Regions from separate parts of the Bombyx mori genome. Here region 2 is linked to region 1. Evidence: chromatin contacts called from public Hi-C data. All regions are on one chromosome and are shown on one strand. Each heading gives the region's core, a stretch centred on a gene start, on an enhancer-like site or on the middle of the called end of the contact. The rest is flanking DNA. Distances are from core to core; before and after follow the strand shown.

Evidence for each region. Hi-C and Micro-C count contacts between places; a contact is called where the count stands out from the background.
Region 2: a contact with region 1 is called in a Hi-C map of whole pupa, with 2.3 times the contacts expected there. The contact joins the promoter of LOC101738175 here to the enhancer-like site in region 1. A contact is called at or near these places in 5 of 7 Hi-C or Micro-C datasets (midgut, posterior silk gland and whole pupa).

The regions. Positions count from the first base shown.
Region 1 is chr18:11,122,373-11,128,927 of ASM3026992v2, reverse strand. LOC101738175 (spectrin beta chain) reads left to right here. Exons shown (of 36, transcript XM_062673728.1): 4 at 1-17; 5 at 544-832; 6 at 1,226-1,397; 7 at 2,149-2,277; 8 at 3,027-3,239; 9 at 3,949-4,146; 10 at 4,958-5,087; 11 at 6,050-6,199. Among protein-coding and RNA genes, the nearest start is that of LOC134200581, 14 kb to the right of the region's middle. Within about 2 kb of position 3,242, at least 4 of the 8 cell types and tissues checked have open chromatin away from gene starts, as enhancers often do.
Region 2 is chr18:11,159,871-11,166,425 of ASM3026992v2, reverse strand. LOC101738175 (spectrin beta chain) reads left to right here and starts at 3,299. Exons shown (of 36, transcript XM_062673728.1): 1 at 3,299-3,658.

The DNA.
Region 1 (6,555 bases), core at 1,993-4,492:
TCATTCTGCGCTTCCAGGTAAGAAAACAAAATACGAACCTTATATTATTAGTACGATAATTAATTGATTTTTAGTAAAATTCCACTTTCAACATACCTATACGTATGATCTCTGGTAGTATAGCCAGCCGTACTATAGAGATCCTGAGACGAATGGAAGGCAAGAATGCTTAGGATCGATCTGATGAATTTGAGTAAAAGAAGGTCATTGAGGAGAGAATAATGAATTAGTTAGGAGGTTATATAGTATCAGTGGCTAAACTTGGGTTTAATTCCCAAATTCCTAGAACAGAATTTCGAAATACAGCCGTATTATAGATATCCTAAGACGAATGGAAGGCAAGAATGTTGAGATTGGTCTGATGAATTTGAGTAAAATAAGGTCATTGAGGAGAGAATAATGAGGTTATATAGTATCAGTGGCTAAACTTGGATCTTGTTCCCAAATTCCTTGAATAGAATTTCATATAATGCATATAATACATTCACAATGCATCGATTACATTATTCCGTAATTTGATCTGTAAATGTTTTATTTTTCAAGATCCAAGACATTACAATCGAAGAAACCGACAACAAGGAAACGAAATCGGCGAAGGACGCTCTCCTTCTTTGGTGTCAAATGAAGACGGCGGGTTATAACAACGTGAACGTCCGCAACTTCACGACGTCCTGGCGGGACGGGTTGGCGTTCAACGCGATCATACACAAGCACAGGCCCGACCTTGTTCAGTTCGAGAAACTGCACAGGAGCAACCCTATCCACAACCTTAACAACGCCTTCAACGTTGCCGAGGAAAAGCTTGGACTCACCAAGTTGCTTGACGCGGAAGGTCAGTTACGAGTTCTCTTTTTTTTTTTTGCTTCGATGAGTGGTAGAGCTCACAGCCCACCTGGTGTTAAGTGGTTACTGGAGCCCTTAGACATCTACGACGTAAATGCGCCACCCACCTTGAGATATAAGTTCCAAGGTCTATGTATAGTTACAGCGGCTGTCCCGCCCTTCAAACCGAAACGCGCTACTGCTTCACGGCAGAAATAGGCAGGGTGGTGGTACCTACCCGTGCGGACTCACAAGAGGTCTGAGGGTGGACTAGCTCACAGCCCACCTGGTGTTAAGTGGTTACTGGAGCCCATAGACATTTACGACGTAAATGCGCCACCCCCCTTGAGATATACTATTCACGTGACTTAAATTGAATGACTAAAATGATGTTCACCAACAGACATCGCTGTCGACCATCCCGACGAGAAGTCCATCATCACGTACGTGGTGACGTACTATCACTACTTCAGCAAGATGAAGCAGGAGACAGTCCAAGGCAAGAGGATCGGAAAGGTCGTCGGTATCGCGATGGAAAACGACAAGATGATGCAGGAATACGAGTCGCTCACCAGGTCAGTCACGGTGACCGTTGAAAGTTGTGAAGTGAACAACCACAAACTTGTTGTGCCGATGAGTAGGTTACATAAGATACGAAATTCATTCGGGTGTTTGTCTGTGCGCCTGTACAACAAAATCCCACAAGATGTTCAGAACCTACATATGCATAGGTTTAAGAAAACTATTAAAGAACATCTGTGCAATAAAGCTTACTATAAAGTCAATGATTATCTAGAAGATTGCACAAAGTGGGAATGAGTTGCTCGCTCCAGGCATTTTAATATTGCAATCATTGTTACGTTGTTCATTGTAAAAATGAATATATAAAAAAATTATCTAATATATATATTTTTATCTAATATTAACAAAAAAAGACATGCCCGCTGAGTTTCTTGCGTTTTTGTGAATTGGCGGTAGTTCTTTTGACGTTCAACAAGTTATGTACTTTCATTTATGTTGAGTAAATTTTTTTTGATTTGATTTGATTTGAGTTCGTGTGCCAGTTATCGCGATAAACGTTATTAAGGTAGCATCAGTGATTCAGTGGATAAGGCGATGGTCATAGATAGTAACATAGAGAATACCTTCTACCGACATGAAGCCAATGTTTCCATTACATTGTAAAATGGCTATCGTAACTTTTAATGCGTTTTGTTTGTTATATCCCACAAGACAATTTTTATTAATTCAATTAATTTTATGAATTATTAAGTTAATTTTAACATACAATTTAAATAAATAGATAAATATTATTTTTATTCACAGCGATCTCCTGCAGTGGATCGAGCGAACAATCGAGGCGCTCGGCGACAGAACATTCGCGAACTCTCTGGAGGGAGTGCGTCAACAATTGATTCAGTTCGCGAACTATCGCACCGTCGAGAAACCGCCTAAGTATGTGTTGTCGAGCTATGTGGGACATGAGAGCGTGGAAACTGGTCCAGATGTGTGATTGAATGAATATATTTGCAAGTATTCATTATCTGATTTTAACCTTTTTTTTGTCTGTTTTCGTTCGGGTTCCACGCGAAAAATACAAGCTGAATTTTAAGTATGCTGTGTTGTACAAAGCTTAACATGGTTCAATCTAAAGTTGGCACACTTCTTATTGACATTTAAAATATATTAAAAATTTCAAATAGTGAATGTTGAAAAAGCATGTTACATGTCCATAATACGGTTAGTGTGGTGTGGAAGCGTAGAGAGAAGATACATGTGACTAGGAGATGTATGGAAATGGTAGTGCAGGAAGAGGTCGGCCGAAGAAGACATGAATGGAGTGTGTGAATGACGATATGAGAGAGAGGAATGAGTGTTGAGATGGCGACTGATAGAAGATAATGGAATAGAATAATTTGCTGTACCGGCCCCACCTATATGCCTATTTCTGCCGTGAAGCAGTAATGCGTTTCGGTTTGAAGGGTGGGACAGCTGTTGTAACTATACTTGAGACTTTAGAACTTATATCTCAAGGTGGGTGTCGTAGATGTCTATGGGCTCCAGTAACCACTTAACACCAGGTGGGCTGTGAGCTCGTCCGCCCATATAAGCAAAAAAAAAATCTAATCGGATAAGGTGGAGAAAAAGAAGTAAATGTTGAGTAAACGAAATTCCTATATCTTAATGTTATGTTATGTGTCCAGGTTCGTGGAGAAGGGCAACCTGGAGGTGCTGCTGTTCACGCTGCAGTCGCGCATGCGCGCCGCCAACCAGCGCCCGTACACGCCGCGCGAGGGCCGCATGATCCACGACATCAACCGCGCCTGGGAGACGCTGGAGAAGGCCGAGCACGAGCGGGAGCTGGCGCTGCGGGAGGAGCTCATCCGCCAGGAGAAGCTCGAGCAGCTCGCCGCCAGGTCTCTCTTACTTCACACACAATAACATATACATTAGATAAATAGCTCACAGTATGCTAAGTGTTAAATGGTAGCCGGGGCTCCTGGATAGATATGACGTCATCAGATAAAGCGGCTTGGCGGCATGAGCAGTTCACGCTTGCAACGTTAACTATAATTCGAGGCGGATGGTGAGGTGCTCCCTCCTTCACGCCCGACATTGAACTCGGGCGCTTTACTTTGACATCAAGTCGTCTCCCCTGCTGGTCAGTGCAGATAATTTTAAGTGCGTGCTAGAAAGTTGATAGTTAGAAAAATTATGAGTCACACATTGATACTTGACTACTTAACGTGGTTAAATACGACACGTTTTGTCTATTAGCTTGAAAAATAAAAGGACTATTGTAAACAGAATTTCATATTATATCTGAACGGTACATATCTATTTGTTGTATGTATATATTTTCTATATTAATGTATTGTCAATAGTATTTCTGCTATATTTTTATATTTTCCAGAATTTTTCTAAATTAAACGGTTGTCTGGAAGAGATCGCTTTTAGCGATAAGACTGCCTATTGTACAAATCTATCTGCTTTTTCACTGTTTTTGAATGTAAATTGTGTTTTGATGTGCAATAAAGTGTATTTATCCTCTCTCTCTAAACGGAATGTGTGTCCAGTTCAAATGCTACTACAAAAGCGTTACTTACTATATTGATTATTGCACAGATTCAACCGTAAAGCTCAGATGCGCGAGACCTGGCTGTCGGAGAACCAGCGCCTGGTGAGCCAGGACAACTTCGGGTTCGACCTGGCGGCCGTGGAAGCCGCCGCCAAGAAGCACGAGGCCATCGAGACCGACATCTTCGCGTACGAGGAGCGCGTGCAGGCCGTCGTCGCCGTCTGCTCGGAGCTGCAGGCCGAGAGGTCACTCTTTGTCTCACTCTAAACTTGGCCGTGATCACAGTACAATCAGCTTTCAACAAAACAACTCTAATTTCTACTTATCTCATCTATACTTAATATATAAATGAATATGCAATTTCGAAAAGGGTACATGTCGCATATTTTGTCAAATACGTTTTTGAAGTTATACTTCTTTGGGTGCGTTATGAAAAATTGATGAGAGTGAAATTTTACGATGCGCGCGCATCGTGACACAAAATTAACAGAATGAAGTTGACTGGTACAGCTAGTTGCTGATATAATCAGAATTATATACCCTATAAACATAATAAATAACATCGTGTAATAAAAATCAAACCAGCAAATTTTTTATGCGTAATTACTGGTGGTAAGACCTCTTGTAAGTCCGCACGGGTAGGTACCACCACCCTGCCTATTTCTGTCGTGAAGCAGTAATGCGTTTCGGTTTGAAGGGTGGGGCAGCCGTTGTAACTATACTGAGACCTTAGAACTTATATCTCAAGGTGGGTGGCGGCATTTACGTTGTAGAAGTCTATGGGCCTCAGTAACCACTTAGCACCAGGTGGGCTCGTCCAACCATCTATGCATAAAAAAAAAAGAATTTACTGCATGTAAAATATTTCGGAGTCTGAGTTTTCGTGCTATCCTAGTCAAAAAAATGTATGTTTAAAAAAACAGTTAAATAAAACAAAGTTCATTAATGGAGGCCAATTTTTTATTATTACCATGTCACAATTAGTTTAGCGATTAAGTTAAAAAACATAATAACGCAAAATAAATAAATAAAAATTGTGAAACGTCATTAATGCAGGTACCACGACATCGAGCGTGTGTGCGCGCGGCGCGACAACGTGCTGCGCCTGTGGGCCTACCTGCTGGAGCTGCTGCGGGCGCGCCGGGCTCGACTCGAACTGTCCCTGCAGCTGCAACAGAACTTCCAGGTGAATAGCTCTTCCAGAAGTCCGCTATAGAAGTATTTAACTGCTTTTCTTCTTCTTCTTAGTCGAATACTTCATTGCTGAAGATCGTTCCCTGAAAGCCCTTCGTGGCTATTTGTACCATCAGCTTCCATTCGCTTCGGTTTTTGGCTTCTCTCAAGGCGGTCGCAACAGAGAGTCCAGTGAGCGCAGTTATCTGATCTGACCAATGGTTTGGTGGCCGGCAGCGGGTCGATAAAAAAATAAGCGAACGGGAGAGCAAAAGAAGGACTCAAATGGCCAAAGCTGCGATGAGCAAGCTTACACTATTTAACTACATAACCTCCTAATACCTATTTTATAGGGATGCAACTGGTGAACAGGCATGCTGTGAGCCTTAAAACAATGATGCGTTTCAGTTTGAAATGTAACGACGAAATCTACATGCCTAATGACCCCTATTTTACCTTCAAATTGACGTCTATCCAATTTTTATGTAATTCTTGTAATAATGTAACTTGTTCATGTCAATTGACATTATAATATGATATTTGGAATGATCAATCGGTGCAGGCTTGATCAGTAACACTAACCACAAGAATCTCTTAGACGTGACGGCAATACTTGGCCATGATATATATATCATGGACAGCCGTTATTTCAACATAATTGATCGATTTTTTTAAACTTCATGTCTGAAGTTCTTGCGCTTATCCCACACTGTGTGGGGTCCTCTTATCATGCTGCATAGTGATTAGTATGAATTTACGATCAGTAGTCTTCCTCACGTCAACCTTCCTTAGGTTAGTCTCCAGTAGTAAATTATTGCAACGTAAACTAAACATCTGAAGCTGTGCATTAATATTCTTAACAGAGGCCGTGAGTACCGTACTGTTGAGAAAGCTGATGGAATCGTGTGTTTTATACTTACTATCCATCTAGCACGACTTAGTTTTAATTTTTAAAGATATTTTTTTGTTGAACAGGAAATGCTGTACATCCTCGACTCGATGGAAGAGATCAAGATGCGTCTCTTGACAGACGACTACGGCAAACATTTGATGGGAGTCGAAGATTTATTACAAAAGCATGCGCTGGTTGAAGCCGACATCAACGTACTCGGAGAACGAGTCAAGGTAAAGGACATTTTGATAACTTAACCATTACATTGTAGCGACAGGTAATAGCTATTATTGATACATTTATTGAATTTGATTTTTATAGAAATTGATTCAAGTAATTGACGTTTGTATTTAAATGACGAAGAGATTATGTTGAAGATTTGTGTAATTAAAAAAAGTATTACAAATGCTGATATTTTAGCATCATAATCATAAAATTACTAGAACATACAATAAATAGCCATTAAATCGTTAAAGTTGAAGTGAAAGTGAAACACTAAAACTTAAGGAGAAAATCACTTTACATAAAGACATAATTTTTTAAATTTGATATCACATGTCTTCAATATTTAGTTTTTTTTTTTACTTAA
Region 2 (6,555 bases), core at 2,050-4,549, 37 kb before region 1:
AAACGAAGGCTCTGGAACGTTTGCCATCTCGATACGGCAGCTCGTCCCCGTCCCAGCTCGCCAGGTCGCGCTCTTTTCACGTTGCTGTTGCTATGGTGCGTTAGAGTGCTGGTAGCCTGCCGCGCAACGTCGACCTCCTCAGGTCACCCCGTGATCTTCACCGGGGGAAGGCCGCCGCCTACAGAACCCGAACCAGAGCTCTTACGTTTCTCCCCGGCTTGACGGCGACAGGTCGGTGCGGAGAGGGAAGAGTTCTTCGTCTCTCATTTCGCCATTTCCTTCCACGTGATGGTGGACTCACATAAGTTGAGCATCGCTTTCCAGAACGCATCGCTGCCAAGCATCGTTAGTACGACGGTCGGCAACGACAAGTCCTCTTCTATAAACACGATAAACGCGGTGCGTTGATCCGCCGAGGCAAAGCTGACAGCAAGCGTGTGTTCCGCGGTGTCCTCATTGTCGGGGTCATCGGCATGATGGCATTGCGCCGTCCGTTTCCTCCTGGCTTCTCGGTGCAGGTGTCGGCGAAAATGAGCATCTGCGTTAGGCCGAAAGGTGAGGCATCCTCGATACGTAAACCGTTGGACTGGTAAATTATACTTATATTTGAATTGTTTTTAAATCTGTAAAGTCTACGCGATATGCTGCTCTATCAACTTCCGTTACTACGAATCCGGTTTTTCAATTAAATTTTAGTGTAAAATCCTCAATAAAGTCCTCTGAACTGTTACTAATTGTTACTGAAGTCGTCGTGGCCTAAAGCACAAGACGTCCGGTGCATTCGTATATATAGCGATGCAACGGTGTTCGAATCCCGCAGGCGGGTACTAATTTTTCTAATGAAATACGTACTTAACAATTGTTCACAATTGACTTCCACGGTGAAGGAATAATATCGTGTAATAAAAATCAAAACCGCAAAATTATAATTTGCGTAATTACTGGTGGTAAGTAGGACCTCTTGTGAGTCCGCACGGGTAGGTACCATCGCCCCGCCTATTTCTGCCGTGAAGCAGTAATTCGTTTCGGTTTGAAGGGTGGGGCAACCGTTGTAATTATACTGAGACCTTAGAACTTATATCTCAAGGTGTGTGGCGCATTTACGTTGTAGATTTCTATGGGTTCCAGTAACCACTTAACACCAAGTGGGCTGTGAGCTTGTACACACATCTAGGCAATAAAAAAAAACTTAAAACTTGAAGCCAATTTCTCTAGTTTAAGTAAATTTTCCCTAACTACATATTCGTAAAAAAGAATATTGTAACACAATTTTAACTGGCGGTACCGAAAAAACTATAAAAATATAAACCGAATAAAATGATTTACCATATCATTTTAAAATGCGGGGTATTTAGTAAAGATTTTAAAAGCAATGCGGTAATTTTCCAAAGGAATGTCATGAATATTTCAGTTTCGGCGTCATGAATATTTCAGTTTCTTTTAGAACCCAATTCTGAATATCTTCTCTTACTTTAAATATTCTAGTCTATCCAGTTCTTTTAAAGATCTAGTTCCATTTTTTTTTTTTCCTACCTATGCTGATAGCCTTGAGAGGCTATTTCAGCTTCACCCTAACGTTTGTAGGTGAGCTCGCGGGGCTCAACCGGAGAGTTGCTAACACTGACCCTAGCAAGAGCAGTGCTTCGCAGAATCTACCACCGGATCGGAAACGCGACCCACTGAGAAGATCCGGCGAGAAACTCAGTGGGCTGTGTCTATGGGTTAGTTCGCTCGTCGAGCCCTTCGTCGCAAGCGACGGGTTCGACGAGGACGGTGACCGGTGCTTGTGGTGCCTAAGAGCACCGTTAATGGATCAGGAGGATCCGTAATGACGTGCTTTGGGCGACGTCGACGGTTTACCATTCGGTCTACTGGGTCGGGTATGTAATTTCCAGCGGCTACGATGAGAGGGTTCTCATGTCGTGCCGCCTTCTCAAAATGGCGCAGCGATGCCGACTGTAGATACTTACTGACAGAGTCAAGCTCCAGGTCATCGTGGAGATCCACGTTCCTCAGGAACCATGGTGCTCCGACGGCTATCCTGCAGAATCGGGATTGAATAACCTGAAGGGGCTTCAAGTTGGTGCGGGTTAGTTCCATACTTAGAATGGAGAAGCACGAGGAAGATAGCAATCTTCTTTCCACGTACCTACTAATTTAAGGGCCACACGGGCCATTTACTATCCACAAACTACTGCCACTGCCATCTATCGAATTGAAAGGAAAATTTTCAAACTAGTCCATGCTCATCTTTTATAGTCTGTGATAATGTATTGATCTGTGGTCTTTGATGACTGCATAGCAAAGAAAATTAGCGAACATCAATTTATTTGTTTCAAATATGTAAATAAAATTGAAGTTTCTCTAAAGGTTTAGAAAATTTAAAAGCTTTTTTTAACATTTCATTTTATTCAAATCGGTTAACTTTTTAAGTCATAAATTCGTTTTTTTTTCTTTTGCCCCTCACTAAGATATAAGAATGTTGCGATGACATCACTTTCTCAAAGAGTGATTAGAAGAGATTGGATAAAAGATATTTCAGTTAATGCTATTTACAATGTCGTTTAATGGATCAAATAAGTTTATTATTGAAATAATCTAGTTAATTAAATTAAACTATTATAATTAAATTATAATAATTAAATTAAACTAGATTAATTAATATTTAAAAAAAACATCAGATAATGTTTGAAACATTGTTTCTACGGCCCAATATTTTTTTACCAAATAGAAACTCTAAACTGTTGAATTAACGTGTCCCAAAATTTAGATTGAAACAATGGTTATTTTTTAAGACTTCAGTAGACTTTTTGGAAGAACCAAGAAGCCACGTCCAGCGGATTTAATTCATTGTCCCATACTTATGTACTACAACAGATGCTAAACGGTTAATAAGCTAAAAATGTTATACGTTGAAACTTTATGAAACGCTAAATAAATAAACGAAAACAATTTATACAACTTCGTCCTTCGCGTTCCTACTAAAAGTCCTTAGGTCCTGCTTAACTGATAGAGTATGTTTGTGGGGACATAAAATAGGTTTAAGGGACAGAGTTAAGGAGAAGATAAGCCCAGAATATAAAGTACTGCTAAAAATGGAAGATGTTGACTTAATAACTAATCAATAGCTAGAGAATCGGAGACATTCTAGCTAGTAACCGAACAAATTGTTCTTGCGTAAACTCTTTCCCTGACTTCTATAGTCAAAATTTAGTAAATTTACTACCTATGTAACGAACTAAATATACTATTGCTGCTAATATGATAAAATTAATAAATGCACTTCTCGAGCTATTTACTCTGTGATATGGGCGGACCGAAGTTGGTTGGCTTTTGGTTTTCGCCGAATATATTAAGTGTATAATCTATGGTTTTCGCGGTCGGTCTTTCGCTTCGCTCGATGCCGTGTTCGTACTCGTATTCACGGATGATAGTACAAGTCGTTTTTACATGATTAACGGCTACATAAAAGTTTCAGACAAAAAGTGAACTGTGTTATGTCAAAAAACTGTTTTCATAGTGTAAGTGGCGTGGAATCCTATTTATTAGTTCTCAGACGGCTGACCGCCAACTCGCGTATTCTAGTGTATTTAGTGTGCTGACGAATTTTATGTGCTTGACTGTGCTGTAATAGCATACCTTGGACTCGCAGGAGAACGTAAGTTCTAAAACAATTTATATGTAATATCATGTTTTATTCGTAAAACGTTTATTGTCAACGAAATATTATTGAGAATCATTCGAAACAGTTATTTAGGCCAACTCTATTTAAGCCCATTTCTTTTATTTTAATGAAAAATATTCATCTGTAATTTGTACCCAGTACTGTTACTAATTTATTATAATGTTTCATAAACTTCTTAATAGTCAGATGCAATTGAGCTATTTGATAAAGACGCTTCCTTAAATGCCGTTAGTGAAAGCTAGTTATGGAATGTCTGAAGTTGTGTATAATTGGTTAAATTAAAAAAACAAATAATCGAAAAAACTAAATACGCCAATAGCTACCTATCGGTTGTACATTTGAAATTTTTCTAGGTCAAGAGATTAAAATCATATTTACCATCATAAACAAGACATTGGTCATAAACATAGTAATGAAAAATCGGATGGTTCATTACCATTAGTCCACTCTTATAGACATCTGGGTGGATCTCCGTTTACAGAACAAGATAAGAAATCAAAGTGGAACTGTTCCAAACATTCATGCTAGAAAAGTTCAAAATTCAAATATGGAAATAAATCTTCATGAGTAATTAAACAAAAATCAAGTAATTAATTAATAACTACCATTATCATAATTGAATGCATTAAAAATGATTCTAAAATTTGACCTTAATTGTCACCAAAAAGTTTTCCTTAACTAAAATTTAACAGTTTGATTTTCAAGTCGGTTGTTGATTATGTAGGACATCGTTTAATAAATATTGCATCATAACTGCAGTGCACTTAGTGCAGACTAACTGTGAGCAACAATGTGAGAGTGTTGATAAAATTACACTCTTAAGGATAATTTTAAAAATTTATTAAGAAATGTAAAGACAACTATTTGTCACTTGAACTACCTGGGACCTCCCCCAAAGTTCACCACAATGCCGGGTTCAGTGTAGTCTGCATCTAGCAAATTGCCACATCCTTCAATAATCCATACAACCACACACTTTAGAACACACTTTTTGAACTTTTTGGCCCTAGATGCCATCTGTTCTAGAGCCAATGTACCTTCCCAATATGCCAATATAATGTCACTTCAACCTCGTAATAATTGGGCTATATTGGTTATCACAGCTATTCTAGCTATACCTTCATTCTCCATTTAATCTCTCACAGAAATTATCCATTTCAATAAAACAAAAGAGATAATATGAGATTTGTAAAACATCCAACTAATCTTCAGACTGATTAAAAATATTGCTTTGAATGTTGGATAACTTTATTGTGGTGAGCTTCTTTCTTTTGGATCTTTAAAACCACATGCTGTATATATTCAGCTACTAATTTAGGTTTTTTTACATGCCAAAATAGATTAAACCATTTTCTGTTAATGTTTTAAGCTCCTCGCACCAGAGAATGCTCTTTAATATTTGGTAAGTATCTTTTACTGGAGAAATGTTTAATTGAGCTGTCATAGTTGAGTATATACAAGGATTTTGTCCATAGCCTCTAGATCAGAATCAGCGTATATTATATTTAGACAGACATGGCATTATGGTATTATTAATCCTTTGATTGCCGTGTAGGTTGCCAATACCCTACGTGGTGCACTGAAGTTCTTATGTCAATTTCTGTTACTAAGACACTGAAATGTCTAGTAAACTCTGGACAACTATGAATCCGAAGATACTAAGAATGAATCTATTTCAAATAGCCTAAAAGACTAAAATATATATTAAAAACAAAAGTTGACAATCCAGGCACTTGATAACTGTTTCAGTGCTCCAGATAGAGCACCAGTGACTTACATGCCAGTCAAAGGGTTCAGGGATCCCATTTGTCTCTACCATTTCATTAAAATTTTAATAATAATTATGTAATTGAAAATATATAAATTTCAAAATAAAAAATGGTTCGGTCGCATTCAGTAAATTAAAAAATGTGTTCCCGTCCAAAATCGCTCAGTGCCTTAAGAAACAGGTGTAAACTAATGTGTTTTACTAGTGATGACTTACGGTTCCAAGATGTGGTGCTTCACAAGGGATATTTGTAGGAAGCTTAGGGTCGCGCAGCGAGCTATGAAGAGGGCTATGCTTGGTATTACTCTACGAGACTGAATCAGAAATGAGATCTGTAGAAAAGCCAAAGTTGCTGACATAGCCTCTAGGATTAGCAAGCTGAAGTGGCAGTGGGCAGGCCACATAGCGCGGAAATTGAACGGCCATTGGGGTGGAAAAATCCTCGAGTGGAGACCACATACTGGCAAATGCAGTGTGGGACGGCCACCTAACAGATGGATCGACGACTGGTGAGAATCGCTAGGTCACGTAGAATACAGGTGGCAATGAACCAGCCGCACTGGAGATTGGTTGGAGAGGCCTATGTTCAGCAGTGGACAGTGAACAGGCTGAGATGATGATGATGTCAATTTTACTTATGTAATGTTTCGATGGTTAATATTACCTGGCTAGACTATACCTAATAATATAATATAATTTTAAATGGGTATAAATTGTCCAGAAACACAAACTTTCTTATTTTTTAACTCATTTGGATGATACTTAATTGTAGTTAAATGCATAATTCAATATATAGTGTGTTGATAATATTACTCACAATTAAATTCACCCATAGTAGCCATAATGGCGCTGATAGAAGTGATAGATGAATATGTGAAAGTACTACCTATTTATGTTGAAGCAATTATGCATTATTGTTAGAATAGTGGTATAGTTGTTATGTAATACAATAGGGATTTGGGTGGCTTTCATCATTGACTTTCATCAAGACAAACATACATTCAGTCAGTAGATGCAATCATACAGAGTATATAAATTTGTGTAATGAGGATGTTAATTCAATATTTACCATTTATATTATAAACTAGTCAAATGAGACCTG